Linked DNA regions of Mus musculus: regions 1 and 3 are each linked to region 2. Evidence: chromatin contacts called from public Hi-C and HiChIP or PLAC-seq data. All regions are on one chromosome and are shown on one strand. The core of a region is the stretch at or near the end of the contact, and the rest is flanking DNA. Distances in the headings are between cores, read along the strand shown. Region 1 overlaps Enthd1 (ENTH domain containing 1). Region 2 holds the start of Rps19bp1 (ribosomal protein S19 binding protein 1). Region 3 overlaps Grap2 (GRB2-related adaptor protein 2).

What was found. A called contact is a pair of places that touch in the nucleus more often than the background predicts. HiChIP or PLAC-seq counts read pairs in DNA pulled down with a chosen protein or histone mark.
Region 1: a contact with region 2 is called in an H3K27ac HiChIP or PLAC-seq map of T-cell acute lymphoblastic leukemia, with 2.5 times the contacts expected there. The contact joins the enhancer-like site here to the promoter of Rps19bp1 in region 2. A contact is called at or near these places in 5 of 39 promoter capture datasets (the C10 cell line, embryonic stem cells, hippocampal neurons and 2 more), 4 of 484 Hi-C or Micro-C datasets (bone marrow-derived macrophages, cerebral cortex and nephron progenitors), 16 of 115 datasets of contacts at active chromatin or transcription factors (the 230-238 cell line, DN3 thymocytes, the SCID.adh cell line and 10 more) and 3 of 9 other capture datasets (embryonic stem cells, macrophages and pancreatic islet).
Region 3: a Hi-C map of B cells shows a contact between it and region 2, with 41 read pairs. The contact joins the enhancer-like site here to the promoter of Rps19bp1 in region 2. A contact is called at or near these places in 8 of 39 promoter capture datasets (3T3-L1-derived adipocytes, the C10 cell line, HPC-7-derived erythroid cells and 4 more), 4 of 15 datasets of contacts at CTCF or cohesin (the NIH/3T3 cell line, large pre-B cells and pro-B cells), 48 of 484 Hi-C or Micro-C datasets (the 63-12 cell line, the AML12 cell line, B cells and 35 more), 24 of 115 datasets of contacts at active chromatin or transcription factors (the 230-238 cell line, the HPC-7 cell line, the NIH/3T3 cell line and 16 more) and 3 of 9 other capture datasets (embryonic stem cells, macrophages and pancreatic islet).

What each region holds. Positions count from the first base shown.
Region 1 is chr15:80,536,810-80,540,951 of GRCm38.p6, forward strand. The region is part of intron 1 of Enthd1 (ENTH domain containing 1); the gene reads right to left. Among named protein-coding and RNA genes, the nearest start is that of Enthd1, 22 kb to the right of the region's middle. Within about 2 kb of position 1,377, at least 47 of the 459 cell types and tissues checked have an H3K27ac peak or open chromatin away from gene starts, as enhancers often do. A contact at or near this core is called in the 230-238 cell line, DN3 thymocytes, the SCID.adh cell line and 4 more, where this site is marked.
Region 2 is chr15:80,262,120-80,265,869 of GRCm38.p6, forward strand. It overlaps Rps19bp1 (ribosomal protein S19 binding protein 1), which reads right to left and starts at 2,187. Exons shown (of 4, transcript NM_175109.3): 1 at 2,108-2,187; 2 at 1,864-1,998. The coding sequence starts at 2,159.
Region 3 is chr15:80,613,580-80,617,287 of GRCm38.p6, forward strand. All of the region lies in intron 1 of Grap2 (GRB2-related adaptor protein 2), which reads left to right. Among named protein-coding and RNA genes, the nearest start is that of Mir6957, 31 kb to the right of the region's middle. Within about 2 kb of position 2,447, at least 48 of the 459 cell types and tissues checked have an H3K27ac peak or open chromatin away from gene starts, as enhancers often do. A contact at or near this core is called in the 230-238 cell line, the 63-12 cell line, B cells and 11 more, where this site is marked.

The sequences.
Region 1 (4,142 bases), core at 127-2,626, 270 kb after region 2:
GGGTGGGGGCTACAATACACAACCTCCAGTGGCAAAGCACAGCATGAGACTTCGAGGTGGCTTGGCAGCTAAGGGTACTAGTGACTCTTGCAGAGGCCCCAGGTTCAGTTCCCAGCACCCACGTGGTGGCTCACAGCCATGATTCCCTCCAGCTCCAGGGGATCCAGCTCTCTTCTCTGGCTTCTGTGAGCACCAGGCATGCACGTGATGCACATATATCATGCAGGCAAAACACCCACACACATACAGTAAAGATAATAAATATTTTTAAGAGAGAATCACAAAGTGTGACAAAAATATTAATAAAAACACATAAAAATTAATAAAGACGTAGAATGGGAGCAAGATCAATATGTGGTAAGTTATTTCTCCACCGGTGAAATGAGCCAATCCAAGCCAGATCAGAGTACATTAAATGCAGGCTTATGGGAAGCTGCTCTGGGGAGGGCAAGGAAGGAGAGAGGGGAGGGGAAGAGAAAAAGATAAAGTGCCCATGCAGAGAAAAGGAAAGGGGGAAGAAGAGGAGGAAGAGAGGAAGAAACCAAAATGTCCGGGTTACATAGCCTCTGGGGGAAGGGCAGCTCAGCCCCTGGACTGGAAAGTTCAGGGTTGGGGGTGGACTATGCTAGGTAGGGACTGAGGGATGCTGGGAAAACCTGGAGGCCAGGTCTGCTCTGATGTGTAAAAGGTGCACCTCAGCCCCTTGTCCTGGGTCTGAAACCTAACAAGAAAGAAGGAGGGCCAAGCAGAAGGCCAACCTGGGCCCTCTCAAACACAAGGTAAGAGACTGGAGATGAGCACCACTAGAGCAGCTGTGCAAGAGACTGGTGTCCAAGCATAGCTGCTTCTGCAGCCATTGAATCATCCCTTGAGCAGCTGAGAGCAAGAGAGAGTTCTGAGCACTGAGGACACAGCAAGGAAAGGGGACAAGTGCATGTATGCACTGGGTGAGTCACCCAGCAAGTATTAACAGGGTGATTTCAAGCCAAAATGAGTTTTCCAAAGAAAGTACGGAAGGGTGACATGCTGGACATGAATGTGGGGTGCAGTCACATAAGTCTTAGTGAGGAGGGTACACAGCCCTGGCCACTTAGAGACGTGACACGGTTTGAAGCTGCCCACTTGATAGATGGCTTTTCCTCCAACATCCACAAAGGAGAGGACTCTACTTGCTTGTCCCCAGGACATTCAGCAGTGTGTGAAATGGAGACACATGGCAAGGAACGTTTCCCAAATGCTGGAGAAGGAGAGACTCAGAGGTTCTGGGCATTAATGTCTGTTATAGAAGAATATGTGTGCTAAGAGATATGCCTGTCTTCAATAACACTCAAGATATGTTAACAGTCTGCCTGCCTCCCTCTTGAACAGTCCTACCCACATCCTCTCTTCTAACTGCATTCCTGTTGCAGTGAATTTTACTTCCATTCTACATGGGCAATATGAACATACAATGCCCCTCCCCCATTCATATATCAGGTCTACCAACCAAACCCACCAACTCTATCCTTCCTCTCCATCTCCCTCAGTTCAGATCGTGTGTTGCCTATAGTAAGTAGCGTGTTATCTACCTATTAATCTTCCCTCCAATCTACCTTCTAAGAGGCCTAAAGAGGGCAGGGACAGGAAGAGAGAAGCTGCTACATCAGTGATTCTCAACCTTCCTAAAGCTGTGACCCTTCAATGCAGTTGCTAATGCTGTAGTAGCCCCCAATCATGAGATCACTTGGTTGCCACTTTATAACTATAAATTTGCTATTGTTAGGAACCACAATGTGAATGTCTGATATGTGACCCCCAAAAGAATCCCAACCCACAGGCACTGAACTAAAGTCTCTGACCAAGTTATTTCTATTAAAAAAAAAAATCCTCTTTCAGTCAGGGGCTGAAAGGGTGTCTCGTGGAGCCCCTGCCTAGGATCCTCAAGGTCCTGACTTCCGTCCACAGCACTACAAAAACAGACAAGACAAAACCCCATCCGTTGTGTTGGCACAGTAAAGCTATGCTTCAAAGCACTGCTCTGCTCCACACACCTGGTAGTTCTGAGGCACTGCCAGCCTCAAAAACAAGATTAAAAAAAAAAAAAAAAACTCCACAGAGAAATACAAAGGAGAAAGTCACATGTGTGGCTCAAGCCACAGGGCTGCTGAGCTCTCTTGATCTGGTGTCGAGGACCTGAACCACTTAGGTGTCAGAGATCACCCTTTGGGGTGAGGGTCTGCACTCACTGCTCTCTGGGATAGATCTACTGAGAGCTACTTATATGGACCTAGAAGCAGGCACAACACAGTCTTACCACATGGAACTAGGTGAAGTCGCCTGTTGGCCCTAGCCTGGGTCTGTAACGACAAGGCTCAGACTCCAGGCCACTTTGGGAAGGCTGTACTGCAGCCCAGCAGTGAACAGAGTAAATACAACTGAGCAACAGCATGAAGGCCAAGTGGGCATGTGAAGTTGTGGGAAGACCCTCTCCGTCCATGAGTCTGAAGCTGTCACTCTAACCCACACTACACAGTCAGTAAGTCTAGTCCCACTCCAATGAAATGTATCTAGAGGATCTTCTTCTACAGAATCAATATTCTGTAGGATTTTAAATTTTTCTTCAAAAGATTTAAAAATAAACTATTGGGAAGTTACCACAGGGCAGGAGAGAGGGTTCAGAAGGTAGAGTGCTTCTTGCCCAAGTCTGACACCTAAGTTTGATCCCTGGGACCCACATACTAGTGAGCTGCTCGCACACTGTGATCCCAGCGCTCCTACAGGGAAGTGGGAGGAATCCAGAGAATCCGCAGAAGCTCACAGTCCAGCAGCCCAGAGTGGCAGAGACTGAAACAAGAGACCTGCCTCAAACAACATGAGAGGGAAGAACGGAATCCCAAAAGTTGTCCTGACTGCCACATACATGCACGCGAGTGCACACACACACACACACACACATGTAAATAAGAACATGGAGTCATGTAACAAACTCAAGATGAGCATGAGGCAAATAGGACCAGAAGATAGGACCGACTCAAATAAACATCCAGCTACGAAACTACAGTACAAACGGAGGCTAACCACCTTCACCATCGTAGACTCAACAGCTGAGTAGAGCCATGATGGAGGCAAACAGCACCATGTGTTCCAAGTACAGCAGTAAGGCCACAAGACTAAAAGTAACTAAAAGCCATAAAAGACAGATAGCAAGACCCAGTACTCATCCAGAAGTTTCCAAAAAAGATAGTTAGGTAATAGTAAAATAGCAGCGTTCAGAAGGACAAGCTCTAGGTGAGTCTTGAATCCTCACAGCCCTGGCTGGGGAGCTCACAGGCCCCAGGGGGAGAACCTGTGGCTATTATTTTACAGACTGACTAAAGCATCTGTCCTGGCTGGTTTTGTGTCAACTTGACCCAGCTGGAGTTACCACAGAAAAAGGAGCTTCAGTTGAGGAAATGCCTCCATGAGATCCAGCTGTAAGGCATTTTCTCAATTAGTGATCAAGGGGGAAAGGCCCCTTGTGGGTGGGACCATCTCTGGACTGGCAGTCTTGGTTCTACAAGAGAGCAGGCTGAGCAAGCCAGGGGAGGCAAGCCAGTAAAGAACATCCCTCCATAGCCTCTGCATTAGCTCCTGCTTCCTGACCTGCTTGAGTTCCAGTCCTGACTTCCTTGGTGATGAACAACAGTATGGAAGTGTAAGCCAAATAAACCTTTTCCTCCCCAACTTGCTTCTTGGTCATGATGTTTGTGCAGGAATAGAAACCCTGACTAAGACAGCATCAAAGTGCCTTCTAAACTCATTTATCTATACCCACCATTAGTGCAGTTCTCTGACCTCACCAGAGAAGCCTCTCTGTACAGAGACTCACGACCCATCAACATGTAGAGAACATGTGCCTTTGGAGGCCCAACGGTAAATGGGACATCTGCATCACACCTCACTACAGAAAGACCATAAGGATGAGACAGGACTACTGTACTTGTGAACTTGAAGCAGCTATGGTTGCCTGACCAAGACCTGCATAAGCTCCAGCCAGTCAACATTCCAGAACAGGAGGCAGGGGGAACACGTGAGTCCTTACCCCTACATGGGGAGCTATGGACAGTTAATGGTTTCTCGGGAACTTTTTAGAGACAGTTTTCTTCAAGGGTGTGGTCTCCTGT
Region 2 (3,750 bases), core at 937-3,436:
ACTAGGCAGTAGACCAGCCACGAGGACCATGGAAAATCCAGGGTTGGGGATGGGAGGTTAGTCCTGTGTCTTGAGGAGTGCTTACCTCAGGACAGGAGTGAAGGGAACCCCACTCCTGTCCTCCAGTTATTGGGATAACTGGGCAGGGAGGGAGGCACCTTGACATGAACTCGTGCAAACCACTAGTGTCTGTGCATGCCTCCTAGCTCCACCTCTGTTCATAGTGTTTCCTCTTGAACGACATAGCTTTTAACAAGGACTCCCAGGCTGGGTGCAGTGGTGTGTGCCTATCATCCAGTGCTTAGGAGGCTGAAGCAGGAAGGCTGATTTAAGGTCGTGGCTAGCCTGTGCTATATCATGGCTAGCCTGTGCTATACAGTGAGGTCCAGGCCTGCCCGAGCCAAAATAACTCCCCCCCCCCCCCCCCGCCTCCAAAACTGGGAGAAACAAACACACAATGAAACCCGAGTACCTCAACTCCCTTTATAGAGCAGAGGCATGGAGTCAAAGAAGAAAGCAACATGCGTACCATCCTGTGCCCCTTCTCAAGGAGGCCTTACTACCTGTGCCACACCCCCTAAGCTGCTCTACTGGAAACAAGGTTTCTGCTTTGCAGACACTTCACTGGTAAATGATATCAACTCACTTCTGCTGTCCCTACTGGGATGGAAGGAGGCACTGTCACCTGAGCAGAGCACATTAAGAGCAACAGCACGGGGACAATTTGCCCGGCTTCCACCTCTATCACCTGGGCAGGTGCCTGTTTCTGTAACTGTAAAGTGGGGGAGAGATCTGCTCATCTCACAGGGCTGCCGTGAGGGTCAAACGAGTTAGTTAGTTTAGAAGGGTAAACTGTTGACTGAGTGCTTCATTTCATAAATGTGTGTGTGTTGCGTGCCTTAGTGTATGTATGTGCACCCCAAGTGAGCGTCTGTGGAATCAGAAGAGGGTATCTAATCCCCAGACCTGGAGTTACAGTGGGCTGTGAGCAGCTTTGTGGGCTTCTGGGGGGCTCCAGGTCCTCTGGAAGAGCAAGCAGCAAGTGCTCTTAACCAGTGAGCCAGCCCTCTATCCCTGATGGGTCCTCCATCTTGCCTCTTGCTCATCTTACCCGTTAGCCTTCTTCCAAATTCTCAAGCCTTTCTGGCTAAAACCTTCTCAGATGCCTTAACGTTGCTTCCACCTTGGCTTGTTAGTTTGATTCTTCCTCGGAGCACTGCAGAGCCTTTCACCTCACAAGCCTCACTCACTTGGCAAAACCCTGCTTGTTAGTTTTGAGACTCTCTGATGGCTGGTCTACAGAGTAAGCGTGTGGCGCACGCCTTTAATCCTAGCACTTGGGAGGCAGAGGCAGGTAGATTTCTGAGTTCGAGGCCAGCCTGGTCTACAGAGTAAGTTCCAGGACAGCCAGGGCTATACTGAGAAACTCTGTATCAAAAAGCCAAATAAATAAATAAATAAATAATTAAGAGAGACTCTCTGATGTTTCTCTCCCCACCACGGCTAGAGCTCACAAGCGCCTGGGTCTTGCGTTTCATCTGCCTTCACGATTAGGTCTTGCCCTGAACTCACCACGGAAAGACACAGAACTTCTGATTCTCCTGCCTCCACCTCTCAAGTGCAGGGATGACAGATGTGTGTCACCACTCCCAGGCTTTTCCCTCTTTCTCTCATCCTGTTAACTGCCACATAGCAGACAGCGGCAGACCTGGGAATTAGATTGCTTGGGTTCGAAACCTGTCCCCCACGATTTGAACATTCATTTTGCCTTTTCCTTGTGGAGTCTCGGGGAACGTTTGGAACTCCCGACTCGAAGGCGCTGCCCCCAATTCTAAGAAGCGCTCACAGTCTTTCTCAACTCACCTAGAGCGGACTTAGGCGCCTTTCCCTTCGCTGAGTTCCGCAGTTTCAGAGCCTGGGAGGCCTTGGCCCGCGCCCTCCGGGTCCGCTTCGCCGGAGTCCCGCTAGCCTGGACCTGGCCCGGGACCGCACGGGGAGCTACGGGGAAAGGCAGCGAAGGACCGAGTTGAAGGGCGCGCTCTCCCTCCCCACCCGCCCGGCTGGCTCTCCTACACAGCGCGACTGTCGCAGGACCTGCTCTCCTCACCCTCGGACGCCGCCAGAAGCTCCAAACCGCGCCGCACTAACGCCGCCGACATGTTTCCGAGCCCCGCCCACACGCGGCGAGCTACTTCCGCCCTGGCGGTGTTCGCTCCTCGGCAGAAACTGGAGCAGGAGCTCAGGGTTCCGCAGCGAGCGGAAGTGCTGCCTTAGAACGCAGGCTCAATGGCTTTCCTATAGCCCCGGAGGAGCGGGGAGCTAGGGGCGTGTCCAAAGCGCAGAAGCCACAGTTGTTCAATTTCTAAGCAACAGGTCTCTGGTGATCCAGGCTGTGTGGGCGGGCAGACTCGACTTCTAGCCTTACTGGTCAATTCTGTCCAGGGGCCAAGTGTGGAATAGACTGAGTTCCTGCAAAAGAAGTGATTCTTTCTACTTTCTTTTTAGACAAGGATACATCTAGCCTAGGCTGTCCTTGAACTCGATTGTAGCTGAGGATGACTTTGAACTCCTGATCCTTCTCTCTCTGCCGCCCAAGGGCCGGATTTACAGACCTAAGCCACTTTGCCGGGCTTAGACAGTTTTCATGACCTTCAAAGCATTACACCGGTCCCGTGCACTGTGAGAATCTGTGTGAGAATCAGTAAAGCCAAGGAGGTTAGGTGTCGTACTTTGTAGTCCCAATACTTGGGAGATTGAACAGAGATTGTTGCTCTGAGTTCCAGGCTAACTTGGGCTACATAGCAAGACTCTGTCTCAAACAAACAAACAAACAAACAAACAAACAAACCAAACCAAAACTAACAAAAGGAAAAAACCAAACAAAAGACCAAAAAAAAAAAAAAACCCCAACAAAGAAATAGATTTGCAAACATGCAAAATAAAGTGCTTTGTTTTGAAAAATACAGCTATTTGCTGCAAAATACTGTTTATGTTATTAAGCAATGAGTTGGTTGTCAGGCGAAACAGTAAATACTGCTGGGCACAGTGATACCAGAACACTTAGAATACCAGCACCTGGGAAGCCGAGGCAGGAGAGTGGCAAGTTTCAGGTCAGTTTATATCACATAGCTACACTCCAAATTCTAGACCAGTCTGGGTTACAGATTAATAAGAAGAGCTAGGATGTATTAATAGCTTGGCGGTAGAATGCTTGGATTTAATCCCTAGTATTGAAAAAAAAAAGGTCAGTTTTTAGTCTGATAGATCAATAAATATTACAATCAATATTACACATAGATGTAAATATTCTATCGATAAATATTACACATAAATGTTCTCTGGTTACATGAGTTCCCCCCCCCCCCTCTCAAGACAGGGTTTCTCTGTGCAGCCCTGACTGTCCTGGAACTCACTCTGTAGACCAGGCTGGCTTTGAACTCAGAAATCAGCCTGCCTCTGCCTCCCAAGTGCTGGGATTAAAAGCGTGTGCCACCACCACCTGGCTTCGTTTTTGTTTTTAATTTAAGTATACATATATTTATATATATTACACACACACACACACACACACACATATGGATTTTTGCCTGCATGTATGTCTGTGCACCATAGGTATACCCCATGCCTGTGGAGGCCAGAAGTAAGCATAATTACAGGCTGATGTGAGACGACCCCAAGTCTGCTGGAAGAGCATCTAGTGCTCTTGGTTATTTTGAGCCTTCTCTTCAGCCCTGAGTTTTTAAGAGTGAA
Region 3 (3,708 bases), core at 1,197-3,696, 350 kb after region 2:
TCAGCCGCTCCCCGCACCCTTCTGACGGGGTTCACAAAACGCTTGTGGAGTCAGGGAGGTATTTGTAATGCTTCATTTCCACTCGGACTTGCCCGCAGCACGGTGTGTCCGTAGACAATTGCTATGGCTCTAGGAAACCGGAAGGATAACGGGGCAATCAGCCAGAGATGCATCAGCCTTTCTCCCATCATTTCTGTTGTTGCCCTAAAGCACAGGATTGCTGGGTCAGAAGTCAGCTTGACAGCCCAGTGGGGCTGTCAGGGACCTCTCTCTAGTAGGGCCGGTGATATCTTGGCATTTTGATGCTGTTGTTTCGAGGTTTGCATGGTGTTGTTTTAATAAAACAACAGGAGAATTTTTAAAACATACATTCTAAATATAGCCATGGTAAGTGACTAGTGTTTAAAAGAGAGCGTGAACTTGAAAACCCTTGAATGTGTTGCAGGGGGTGGGCGGGAGAGAGGGGGAGGGGAGAAGGCGGAGGGAGGAGGAAGTGGGGGGGCTGCAGTTTGTGTGAAGTGACACACGGTTCCCATTTCTAAAATTGCCTTTGAGCCCACGATTGCCCACTCTGAGGTCAGCCAGTTTATTGCAGTCATTGCCTCTTTGACCAAGAAGTAATGGGCTTGAATTTCCATGGTATGTGGGAATTGCTGCTGTCAATTTCTTAGCTGACAGCCAGCCACCCAGGAAGGTTCAGTAGGCCTAAGCTAGTTAGCAATTATCCTGACCTGGTGGGAGGAAGGCCCATGATTTTGCTAGTACCAATGGAGGCCAAGAAACCAAGCAGAGCAAGCACATAGCCTTAGGAAACATCAGACACTCACTCTCATATCTTGCTTCTTTCTCCCATGTCCAGTCACCAATAACAGCAATAAATGCTGAGCTCTAGAGGTAGCCCAATGGTAGAGAGCTTGCCTAGCGTGCCTGTGAAGCAGTAGGTTCGATTCCCAGTTCTGCTCCACCCCCAAAATTACAATGAGTGCCCACTGGTAAAACCCTTGCCACATCCTAGATCACAAGCACGCAAGGGCCGCTTGGTCTTGGCGGGTTCTTGTCTCTAGGCGTTGGTGAAACTTGGGTGGTATGTTCCCTCCCCCAGCTGCCCCCCAGCTTCCTGTTCTAAGCCAGCCACACCATGATCTCGCCCTGGGTGTTTGGGCAGAGTGTAGAAGCCAAATCAGTTTCCTCCTTTCTCCTTGGCAAGTCAACCTTCTCCTCCTACCTAGTGAGTGGTCTCCATCCCACGCCACGGCTATATCTTTGGCTAACACCACAGCCAAGGCTCATGGCCAGGAGAAAGAAGTTAGCACCTGCCCAGGGGAAGTGAGGGGAGATGGAGGCTTCAAACGAGAAAAAAGGAGCATATGCTTGGTGGATTTACACTTTTAAAAGCAGTTTTGACATTTGTTTTTCTCTACAAGAAATGTTGGTAGAATACTCCGATGCCAAAACGCTTTGGGGAAAAGACACTATGAAGGCAAATGCCAGAGCTGAACGGGGCTTTCTGCACTCGCTTTCCCTGGGAGGTGGCAAGTGAGGACGTCATCTGAATTCTCAGAGGGGAAACTGAGGCATAGAGAACTAAGAGTCCTCAGCTGCCCAAGTAAGCAACAGGGGTTTAAAGGCAGGTTTGCCCCGCCCCTCCCCTCCCCGACCTCACCCCACCCCTCCTCTGTGAGCTTCCCTTCTTCTGAGGCAGCCTCGCCTGACAGTTTGACAGGTTAAAAAAAAAAAAAAGGGGGTGGGGTGGGGGTGGGAGTTGTCTGAGTTTAATAGAACATGTGTGTTAGGGTTAAGGGAAAAAAAAGCAAAAGGGTATTTTTCTTCGATAAAGTTTGGGGGTGAATGACACAATATGTTATAAGCACAAAAAAAAAAAATAGTTGATTATATAAGCCAGGCAGAGGGGATTACAGAGAGGGCGTGTGATGAGAGCTGGGGATGAAACTGAGGTATAGGCAGAGGGGAGGGGGCCTGCCTGAGGACAGCGTCCTCACACCTCTCTTCCTTTCCACTTCCTCTCTTCCCACTCCTTCCTACAAAACCAAAAAAAAAAAAAAAAAAAAAAAAAAATCTTGCGAAGGAAAAAGAGGGAATTAAAAGAAAGAGAGAAATAATGCAGGAGCCCTTAGAGGAATGCAGTCGCCATAATCACGGTGACAGGACCTGCTTAAGGGCTCCCCACCCCCACCCCCACTCCACCACGTGTACGTTTGTCTGTGTGTCTGAAAAACATCCTGCTTATATGCTTCCCACAACCTGAACACCAAGTGCCTTCCAACCCACAGAGAAGCTTCCCACTTGGAAATCAGGAAAGCAGAAGAGACAGATCCCGGGGTTGGCAGAAATCTCCAGGAGGGGCCTGGTAGGTAATAGGGCCTCGCGCAATGTAGTGGTAAAGCCTGGAATGACCTGCCCCACCCCCACCCACCCCGCAGGCACGTCACGGTGATGACGGACAGAGCCTCAGGCTTCTCCAGATGAGGAGGAGAAAGTATGATCCTCCCTGCCTGCCCGCTCAGCCACCTTGCTGCCAAACCAGCTGCCCCTTTGTCTCCTGTCATTAGAGACAGCTCTGTTGGTGGCTTCCCGCAGAAGAGAAGCAGCAAGAAGATGAACTGTTATTTGGGGAACACACCTGCGCACAGGACAGAAATGGATGGGAGTAGGGGGTGGGGCCCCGGAGGCTTCTAATCAAAAGCCACTTCCTCTGGGTCTCCAAGCCCAGTCCTGACGGGGGATTTGTGCTCCCCTGGGGCATAGGAGTGAGAAAATAAAGAGGGCAGGAGAAAAATAAGAAATGCCCTGTACGCCCATGGTCACTTTGGAGGGGATGGAGATCTCCGCGTCCTGGATAGAAGTGATTTGGGTGGGATGTGCTTCGCTAGTCTTGCTTTCTTCCGTGGCAGCGGAATCAGAGCTGTGCATCTATTTTCTGGAGGGAGATCACTTGTCTCCACTGAGAAGGCTGTTTATTCTCCTAAAAGATCCTAAACCAAAAAAGGAAGTGATGGAGTCTCTCATTTAAGTGGACCAATATCTAGAGGAATCCCTGGCTACAGATCAATGAAGAGAGTCCTGAGAGCCACCCCTGGATGCAGGGCCACCTGCAGCAGTGATCTGGGGCAAAAGCAGAATAGCAAGGGTCCATCCGTGCATGAACTGGTTAGAGCTGCCCGGTTCTACACTCTCTGGCCTTAGATTCAAATCTTTGAAGAAACAGAGGTGGATTCTTGCTAGGAAGGAATTCGCAGGTCACTGCTTTAAAGGCTCAGAGGATCCGTTAGCGACAATTCAGGACGACACAGTAAGGGGATGTGTCTGACTTCTTAGACATTTGGCAGGCAGGTTAACATTTCAGTTCTTCAAGAGCCCAACGTGTAGAGAAGCCAAGCCTCCTGCGTCCCACATAAATTGGTTTGCGCCTCTGGTAGAACATTTAAACAGAAGCTGACAGGGAGCTGAAGGGTCATTGTCCATCCAGTGATTACAGATTTTTCAGGCGCCATTTACCTATGCCTTTTTGTCCTCCCCTGCTAAGCTAAATGCCCACTAAGGCAGAATGATCCCAGCCATGGCTACAGCAGTCAGGGCAAGGAAATGCACACACTAGGAACTTGAGAGATGGCTTAGTGGAGAAGGTGCTTGCAGAGAGGACCAGAGTTTGAATCCCTGAACCCACTTAAAAGCCAGTCAGGCATCGTT